Regions from separate parts of the Oncorhynchus mykiss genome. Here region 2 is linked to region 1. The links are chromatin contacts, called in public Hi-C maps. All regions are on one chromosome and are shown on one strand. The core of a region is the stretch at or near the end of the contact, and the rest is flanking DNA. Distances in the headings are between cores, read along the strand shown. Region 1 holds the start of LOC110490395 (RNA polymerase II-associated protein 3). Region 2 holds the start of LOC110490404 (transcription factor ETV6).

The links. Hi-C and Micro-C count contacts between places; a contact is called where the count stands out from the background.
Region 2: a contact with region 1 is called in a Hi-C map of blood, with 8 times the contacts expected there. The contact joins the promoter of LOC110490404 here to the promoter of LOC110490395 in region 1. A contact is called at or near these places in 2 of 3 Hi-C or Micro-C datasets (blood and liver).

Annotation. Positions count from the first base shown.
Region 1 is chr15:57,492,729-57,497,423 of USDA_OmykA_1.1, reverse strand. It overlaps LOC110490395 (RNA polymerase II-associated protein 3), which reads left to right and starts at 3,285. Exons shown (of 17, transcript XM_036944762.1): 1 at 3,285-3,520. It also overlaps LOC110490398.
Region 2 is chr15:57,734,842-57,740,023 of USDA_OmykA_1.1, reverse strand. It overlaps LOC110490404 (transcription factor ETV6), which reads left to right and starts at 2,682. Exons shown (of 8, transcript XM_036944777.1): 1 at 2,682-3,200; 2 at 4,582-4,714. The coding sequence starts at 4,678. It overlaps LOC110490403 (protein mono-ADP-ribosyltransferase PARP12), which reads right to left and starts at 1,485. Exons shown (of 13, transcript XM_021563782.2): 1 at 928-1,485. The coding sequence starts at 1,202.

The DNA of each region.
Region 1 (4,695 bases), core at 2,036-4,535:
TTCGCTTGTAACTATTTTGGGCTCAAATGACAGGCGGAGCAAAATAGAAAGGAAGCTGTTGTGGTTTCTTCATTCCATCTGCTTGCACCTAGGCTATTTATATAATGAAGTGTGTTTTTCACTCTCCAGCCTGAGAAAGGCAGCAATACGCATTACAGTGTCTAGTCTGCTGGTAACTAATAGGAGGAAGAAGAAGAATTATGGCAGCTGACAGCCTTGTTGAGTTGTGATTGATGATGCTAGTGGCTGGCTGACACTTACCATCCTGAGCTTTTCATGGCTCCAAGGAGAAGCTTTGCATATGGACCTGAAAGGGAGATAGAATGAGATTAGGCCTAATCGGTTATGCACCATGACAGCAATCAGGTCATTCAACAACTAGCTTATAGCTAACTGGCTTACTCATGACAGTCTCTTTACTATTCAACGATTGCTAGCTAGTTGGCTAGCTAAGCTTGCTAGAAACATGGCTATGACGTATATGACAAATGTAAACATGGCATCAATGGTTACACGGTCATCTAGCTAACTATTGCCATGCGATTTATTTGAGGATGACAGACATATCAGCTTGCTAGCCTGTTAGCTTACTTGTTTCCATTGCGAATTGTAGCATGACCTGACATTTGTGATTGAAAGTGAACAAGCTTTCTGCTATCGATCCCTTTTGGAACTTTCCCGAATTCCTCTCCGGGAATAGGTTATATCCATAGTCCTCTTCTTGCTGTTCAGTTTGATCCATTGCATGAAAATAGTTCCTAAAATAGCTACTTACAGCCTAGCAACGAGAGGTCGTTCTGTTTTTCAAATCACGTGGTAAACCAGACCGAGGTAAAAGTAGTTTGATATTAGATATTCGTTTTTCAATCATCAATAGCTCTTACACGGTGGGCCATGACTATGATAATGATATACTGTATTTTTAAAATAATATAATATAATATATATATATATATATATATATATATATATATATATATATATATATATATATATATATATATATATATATATATATATATATGAGAGAAAGAGATGTATGGAGAAAAATCCACAAACATTTTTCTATCCATCCATGCTGATTCAGAATATACAATTTTCATAGTCAAGGCATGCTTGGATCAATAACTATTGACAAGAGAAAACAGAATATCCAGTATAAAACTAATTTTACCTTGTAAACCAGAGGTGAAAGATTAAATTAATGTCTGCGACAACATTGTTGTTAGCTAGTTATAGAAAATACATTTGCTTTTTCTAAAATAATTACAAACTAGGTTTATTGAAACACATTACTCTATGCATTGGCAAGTGACATTAACTGCGTGCACGTTCGGTACAGTGTTGCCAACTAACTTTCAGTGAAAGTTGCTAGAGGCAGGTCGATTTGTTGCTAAAAGTTGCTAAATGACGTTGGGATGTCATTGCGACGTAGTAACGTAAAACTGCGTCATTACACAGAATACACAATAACGTTACTCAAATTGACTGGCCATCTCGGCGAAAAACATGATTTCACATTTGTTAGTTTAGATTTGTTTATTTATTATCATATATTTTTATTTGGAAAAGTAATATAAACACAACACATTTTATATGATCACATTTTTTTTTTTAAACACAACACATTGAATTATTGAACAATTAAATTGTATTTATTATCTTTTTAACTAGTGAACCTACACATTCTGAACAATTAAAGTTTTAAGCAGTGTATTGGTAGTTAGTTAACATGTTACCTAACTGATCAACATTTATAGGTACAGGCTAATACCAAGGTATATATGCTATCTCATTGAACAAATAATGAGGTATGTGCTAGGCAACTCTCTTCAGCTCTCTCCAGGTTGTTGTGGTGCTTGGCTGGCTAGCTGCTCAATGGTCTCCTCCAGATATTGCCACTGTTCTCACACACACTGCAGTACACACTACCACCATCAGTTGTGTGTCTCTGCCAGTTCCAGAAAGTCCACTCCTTGCGTACGTACTGTAAATACGATGAATCATAGATTGGCAATCCTCTTCATCTTCACTGTCCACCTGCATTGTCAGGGAGCTGGAACCAGCAGTAGAGGATGGAGTGGCCTTTAATCTGTACGCTGCTGTGGTGCCAAACTGCTGCAGAACTTCACCTGGTAGTTTATGCTGGTAACAGGTATCACCAGCCAGCTTCAGTCCATACCGCACCAGGAGTATGGAGCTGAGAGTGTGAAGTGACATTCTATTTCTTAACTTTGATTTGACCACACTCGTTTGGCTGAACAGCCGTTCAACCTCCGCATTTGAGTGTGGTAAGGAGAGGACAGTGAGTGCAGCTTTGCACAGTTCTTCAAATGGATTTGACACGGAAGAGTCAGTTGTAGTTATTGACTTCACTTCAAAACTCGACTGTATTTTCAGTTGAGTCCCACCTAAACAGATGGATGTTTCTCCATTGGAAACAATTTGATCAATTGTTTGGGGCTGGTATCCCAGTAGCCCAGCTACTTTAATAATTTCAGTGGTGCCTTTATTGTGCTTTAGTGTTTCCTTAACACTGAACAAGGCCATGTTTCGCAAGACTTCTAGGTTGTCTGGGAGCCTTGCTTGCAGCTCCTTGCTTAAAGCAACAATGTAGTTGATGCACTGTCTCCGAATGACCTTTTTGTCCTCTGGCGCAAGACTGAGTTGGTACACCATGCGCTAGAAAAGGTACCGAAGGTATGGCATCCTTCAGGACATCCATTTTTGCCATAGGGTTGACTACTTTGCTGCAAATTGATGTTAAAAGGTGTACCAGATTGTCCAAAAGCTTGACAGGATCTGTTTGCTCACCCTCAAATGACTTCACTGCAACTTGTACGTCGGACAGGATTGATTTAAAGAATATCAGGTAGACATAGTTGGTCTTGTCCATGTACATGGCGTGGAGCACATCAGCCATGTAGCAACGCTCACTGGCATTGGTCAACTCAAAGTGGAGTTTCAGTTCTTCCCACTGGCTCAATATATGAGTTACCGCAGGCTCAATCGATAGCCAACGTGTGGCACACACTTTGGTGATCTGCAGGGGTTTCTGGCCACAATTAACGCCTCACGCCGTTTTGTGGAAATCGAAAACCAGTTGTAGGTTTCCCTGATTAAGTACTCAACACTCCTAGGGATGGTTTCTTTGTATTCTGCACAGACAGCCAATTGTGAACACTGGCACACACAGCAGATGAGTACCAAATTGGGCAATGCACATTTTTCCTTTAAAATCTTGTGCACCCCAGTCATCACGGACGCATTATCAGTGCCAATACCCTGAAGATTCTCTTTTTTAAGGTTACACTTCCCAAGAAACTCAACTACCGCCTTTGCTATTGATCTGGCATCGCCCCCTCCAATTCAACCAGCCCGAGAAATGTGGACACCGGGATAAAGATGTCTGACAGTAGGAGTGGACGTTTTGGAAAAAGGGGACCCGTGCCTTTTCGCTGATCCATTTGTGGTTTCAGGGTGGGTGAAAACAGAGCTGGGTGCTGTGGAATCTTTGAAGGTAACCAGACGTGGTCTTCGTTTGTTTCTGCTGGTCAGAGGGAGAAGGCGCTCCGCGTTAAAAGGAATGGGGCCAAGAAATGTAAATTGTTTTGCTCTCAAGAAATGGGTGCCATTGAAAGGAGTAATTACTGGAGTAGCAGTAAAAGGTTGACCCGCTGAACGGGAAGATTCCCAATGTTTGTGACGCTCGTCGTTTGGTGCGACAGACAGGGTGTCGTGAGTGGTTTAAATAGAAGCGTCATTGTCGGTTCTTTTGAGTTCTGATTTTGAGTCTGCCCGACAGTGATGTTAGGGTATATACGTTATCCTGTACTGGCTTTTGTGACAAATGCATTATGTTACAGATGAGTCAAAGGAATGTGTAGCATTGGGGAAAGTAGTGGTATGTGTTAATTGTAAGGGTGCCCATGGGGCTGTGGATCAGAAGTGTCCTGTGGAAAAGTTGTCATATGCTGAGGCAGTAAAGAAAGTATAGGAAGATGGGTCAAGGGGGACAGATCCTGAGAGAAGTGGTGTGAGTAGCAGATCTGTACCAGTACAGGAGGATAGGCCAACAAGTTACACATTTTTCAGTACGATTTAGATTTTTAGCATTTATAGCAATGGTTATCAACTGTACTGCAGGGATGGAACGTAAGTCGCAGAAGATGTAGGTTGTGGTGGCAGCTGCTGAGAGGTATTTGGGTGTGCGAGACTTGACATCAGGCGAGTTACGGGGTGTGTTAAGTGGTGGTGTCCAATCCTTTCAGGTTGTTGGCCTGAGGAAGAACTAAATAGATTTAAATACTGGAGTAGCGTGCTTTTACTTTTTTGTGAGTGTTGTTTGTTAATTTTTTAATAAGCAAAGTATAGGGGAGTATTCCAGTCTAGTAGGTGGCAGTAATGCAAAATGTATTGGTTGCCAACCGCAATTAAACCCCATCGAAGAAGAGGACATGCTGTCATGGCGCCGAACACAAACAGAAAACGACAGTATGGTGATAGTTTGTAGTGAACGTTAAATGCTAATAAGCCTCGTTTAAACTTAAACTGATAAATTACAATCAATTTGGGACGCAAGGAACAGGTACTCAAATATTATAATGTAATCAGCTCTTATATCCAGGTCGAAACTCGTTAAAAGCGTTGCGTTCGCTTAGGCAACTAGCTAGCTACCAGCTGCTTTTGCGAGAC
Region 2 (5,182 bases), core at 1,433-3,932, 240 kb before region 1:
GACGAGCAGGTTAAAACAAACAAATGGCCATAATAATTAAATACATTGTTCAAACAGGCGTCACTGCGCACTCACGCTTATCAATCTAATGTTCTGTGTCCTAAGAACAGCCCTTAGCCGTGGTATATTGGCCATATACCACACCACTTTGGGCCTTATTGCTTAGTTATAGCAGTCAAAATAAGTGAAATCGACATTCATTGATGGAAAATGTTTAACAAGGGTGAATTATCTTTTCTCTTGCGACATATTCTTAAACTCAGAAAGATCATCATTTTGATGGAAAACCTCATTTTACCTCAGTCTATGTCGTTACAAATTATGGCAATATTCCTTCCTACCTGCTAGATAACATTATGGAAAAAAATGTGTTTTTTTTTTGGCTCAGAAAACTTGGGGACCAAATATAAAACAACCGTTGTTGCCAGTTGTGGAACCCTGGTTTATGGCGTTATTGGTGTATATTGAGAACCACCAGGGTTGGTGGTTCTCAATATACACCAATAACGCCATAAACCAGGGTTCCACAACTGGCAACAACGGTTGTTTTATATTTGGTCCCCAAGTTTTCTGAGCCAAAAAAAAAAAAACATTTTTATTTGGACATCAAATACTAAAAACACCAGGAGATCAGCTGCAAGTGATTTTAATTTGAGAAATATGTTCCACATATTCAAAAGCATAATATAGATAGACTTGATCGTAAACAAATGTAAGCAAGATTTGAGATTATTACGTTTCAGTGAAATATTATATCTGTTTGGGATTCTTGCGGTCAATTTGCAGTCAAATGATTTGTAATTATGATCCCTGCCATGAAGCAAAGGGAAAGGATATGTGCCAAAAGTTCCCCAGAGCAGGCCTTGTAATTAAAATAGCGTCAAGGTAACAACAGTATCAAAATTGGGAAGCGTTGAAGTTCCATACCTTCTCCGTCTGAATGGGCAATCCCCAAGCATGAATCGTTTACAAAAATGTAAATTTCGGCATCCCTGGCAATCTTTGGATTTGCACAATCGAACTCCAGTCTTGGCTACCACCCTTTGCTCTCCGTTAAAAACAACAAAACAAAATTTCGCTCTATTCGTAATTACATCCCGCACCGAGACTTGCAAGTCACTGTAAAAAATTGCATCTAATTCATCGACGTTCATTGATCCACGATTAGCACAAATAAGTTTAGTTATTGTCGATTCCGTCATTTCTTCAACCCGTTATACACAGTTATATTCTTTCCATATGGTTCGGGACTCAGACGAGGAAATGATGTGTTGAGAAGGAAGCTGGTGAGTGAATCGAAAACGAAACTTAGTATAACCTTACTGATCATTCCTTCTTCTGCAATGCAATAAAGCGTTCATATTGCACAAAATAATTAGCAAGATCTTGACACTAGCCAATGTGTTATAGTATTTATATAAATAGGCCTGGAATCTTTATCATTGGATTGTAAATATGGAGGTCTACTATCGCCTGTCTACTGTAAAAAATGCCAACTATGCCCAGTAGATGTCAGATGCATCCCATCCAAACTCTAAGCCTAGGGAAAATTCATGTCAGTCAAATCACTTTAGGTGATCAGAATTTTTTAACATGTAACTATCAATATATTTCCATGAATTTGTTGCAATTTCCATCCTTACATTTGTGCATAATTGTTTATAGTGAGTGCCAGTTGAGGTTGCTGAGGGAAGGATGACTCATAATAATATCTGGAATGGAGTCAATGGAATGCTACCAAACACGTGGTTTCCATGGTCAACATTCCAGACATTATTATGAGCCGTCCTCCCCTCAGCAGCCTCCACTGGTGATTGTGCTGCCGTTACCATATGCCAGGGAGTTACACTCACGGCTGTACAGCAAGATTGAAACTCTCTCATATTACATTGGTGGCAGAGGTGGGATAGGCCAGAGACAGCAGAGGCTATGTTGTAAGTGTACCATTGGGCTTCATGCAAAAGTACACATAGGGAGAGTAGGGATAATTTGCTGATAATAGGCTTATATCCTACATCAGGAGTACTCAGCTCTTACCCTACGAGGTCCGGATACGAGGTCCGGAGCCTGCTGGTTTTCTGTTCTACCTATTAATTAAGTCCCAGGTCTAAAGCGCCCCCTCAAACAAATGGCATGGAACTGGCTTCGAGGTCCTGAGTTGAGTTTGAGGGGCCTACATGCATAGTATAATTGACAAATGCTATAGAGGGAAAATATTGTTATGAGAGTTTTATTAAAATATGCACATTTTGGAGGTCCCACAGGGACCTCTTGAAACCCCAGGGGCCCTAGACAACCAGCTTACTAATTAGTGACCTTAGTTCATCGCTCAAATACAAGGGTGGAGCGAAAACACGCAGACACTCAGCCCTCCGCGTGTAAACATCATAGGCAATATCCCGATATGGGGTACCCCTTTAAGAAAGAAGTGGCTGCAGAAGAGAGTCTGGCTGCAGGCTAGACTAAAGTGTGTTTCTTGAATATAATTATTTAATTGGCTCCGTGGATTTCGTAGGCGTCTCTTTCTAGCAATGAACCATTTGGAGATCTTTCTCCCCAATAAGAAACGCTTACGAAACTCAGGAAACCAATAAGATAATTATACGCAAGGAACGCCTTTTTTACCAGGCTGCAGTCAAACCCTCTGTAGCAAGTGGGCTGGGCTCAATACTGAGAATTCACGTCATTTCGCCGTTTACACATCCAAGTCAATGAGCAGCACCACGGAGATGTCTGCCTTTTACACCCGTCTTCCAGGAAGAGAATTAACCAACGCGTCGCCGAAATGTAGAGCACAGCACCAACAGAAAACAAAGAACTTTCATGCGTTTATGACAAACATGGTTATGTAATGGATCGATAACAAACCCTAAACATATTTATTACGTGGCCCTGTAACCATCCCCAAGTCAGGGAGTCGGGTGTGGGTGTTTTTTTCTGGTTTATTTCAAAGAGGAGAACGAGAAAAGGAAAGTGGGAAGAGGAGAACTTCCTGAATTTAGCGAGACATGTCAGAATCGTCATCGCAGATCATAACCAAGGTATTTGTTGATTTTATAATGCAGAATCAAGTTCTAGGACCCCGGGGTGAGATGCGCTTGACGCAGTCGTGTTGTTGACAACTGCATCGTGTGTGTTGGTAATCATCTGTTGCTGAGGGGAACGTTTCGCCGCTCTGTTGTATACTACAGCAGCGCCTGGTAAGTCCATCCATGCTGCGCTATAAGTTTACCGACTTCACAGCACACCTGAGATAAACGTTTTCGTCACGACGTTCGTTTTCATAGGCTATTGGTGCTTTGAAGACAACTGAGAACTCGGGAAAAAACGAGGTCAAATCATGACGTCAGTGATCTTGAGGTCGGAAAGTCGGAGCTATAGAAAGATGCCCCAAACGATTTTTCCCAGTCGGAGCTCGTTTTTTTCTGTGTTGCTAGTTGTCATGAACGCACTGAAGTCATAAGTCGGATATTTCAGAGTTCCCAGTTGTTTTGAACGCGCCATATGGCTTGTTTGAAAACCACCAGAAATGTGACTATCCTTATATATCGTATACACAGGTAATTCATTTTCTATACAATATATTTTGTATATGTAAACCTGAAATGTGTAGGCCTAAAATATGTAAAACAGTTGCAGTGCATAAATGCATGGTGGTTATCATGTTATTACATTACAGTAACAGTCTAAAGATGGCTCTTCAAATTTCAGGTGACAAGGAAACTATTTGGGATTGTTGGGATGCAACCCTAGGAGAGTAGGCCTAAATATATTTTGGAATGATATTGTTTTGCAGAGAAAAGTAGCAGAGTTATTGAAGGCTATATGTATGCCCCTAAACACACACACACACACTCGCACACAAACTCACTCTCTTGCCCCCTCTCGGCCCTATCTGTACCTGAACCCCTTTTTGACCTTACATAACCTTGTCAAATCTGGGCTGTACACATGCAAAATCTTCTAAAGGTAAGACTTGATATAGTATATTATTGTTGGCTATAGGCTACCAAAATACATGAAATATTCTTGAAGAGTAGGGCGGTCATGCTACATATGCCACAGTGAGTTCCTAATACAGTAGGCTAATAGAAACTAGCCATTTTAGATTGACTGGTTAAATTAATCACCAATCCATGTTATAAGATGCTGCTGTTGGCAAACGGAGAGCCTATAAACATCACATTCAGCAGCACTGTTGATGTTCCATAGAAGGTGCAGAGTAGAAAGAGGCAAATGAATGATGTTAGAAGACCATGGTACACAACAGAACATGCATACATTGTCAGATTGACAGGTTACATTTTGTATAAGTAAATGTGCACAAATACCAGTAAGTTCAACCTCCTGTTTAGTGACTGTCTGCATTGACCATGCAAACACACCAGCATCTTTCACCAAATAAGTCAAATACGATTTTATGAATAAAAAGATTGGCTATGTGTGGGTACCAGATAAAGAATGTGTAAATGGTGTTATAGTTTCTCGGTGTAGTGATTCTCAGGCTGTTTGGGTTTAAGGATGGTTTTCGGGAGGTTTGTAACTAAGGCATGCTTTGTGTCTCTGTGTATCTATTCATAGAAGGAGAGGCGCTCATTCAGTCCTTCCTCCGTGAGCCCCCTGCCAAACTCCACTTCCTCCCCCGTCCATGCTCCCACGGCCAGGCCAGCCAGCCGAATGGAGGACGAGCCTGCCAGGCTGCCAGTGCACCTGCGTGAGTCACTCACACAAACATGCAGACACGCACACACACACACAACTCATGACACCCACAGGCGCACACAGAGAATACATGGCAGTCATAATCAACAAACGAATCTCTTTGTCTTTTCAGCCTGCATTTTTTTTATCCCTTAAACATTTGTTTTGAGAGCATTTGACCTCAGAAAATGGCAGAATGAAAGCCATGATTTACTATAGCTACTTGCATGTCACGTCATCACTCCAACTGGCATCACTCTCCCCATGAGGACAGACAGACCTACTCATGTATCCCTCCTCTGAGGTGCTGAAGCAGACCCAGGGTCAAGGACCAACACAAGATGTCTTTCCTGGACCATAGCAGAGTCACTGTACTGGAACACTACACAGTGGAATTCAACACAGCAGGACAGTGACAGCCAACACAACTCAGTACACGGCAGCACCGCAGTGTTCAGTACATTAACACCTCAGGGTACTG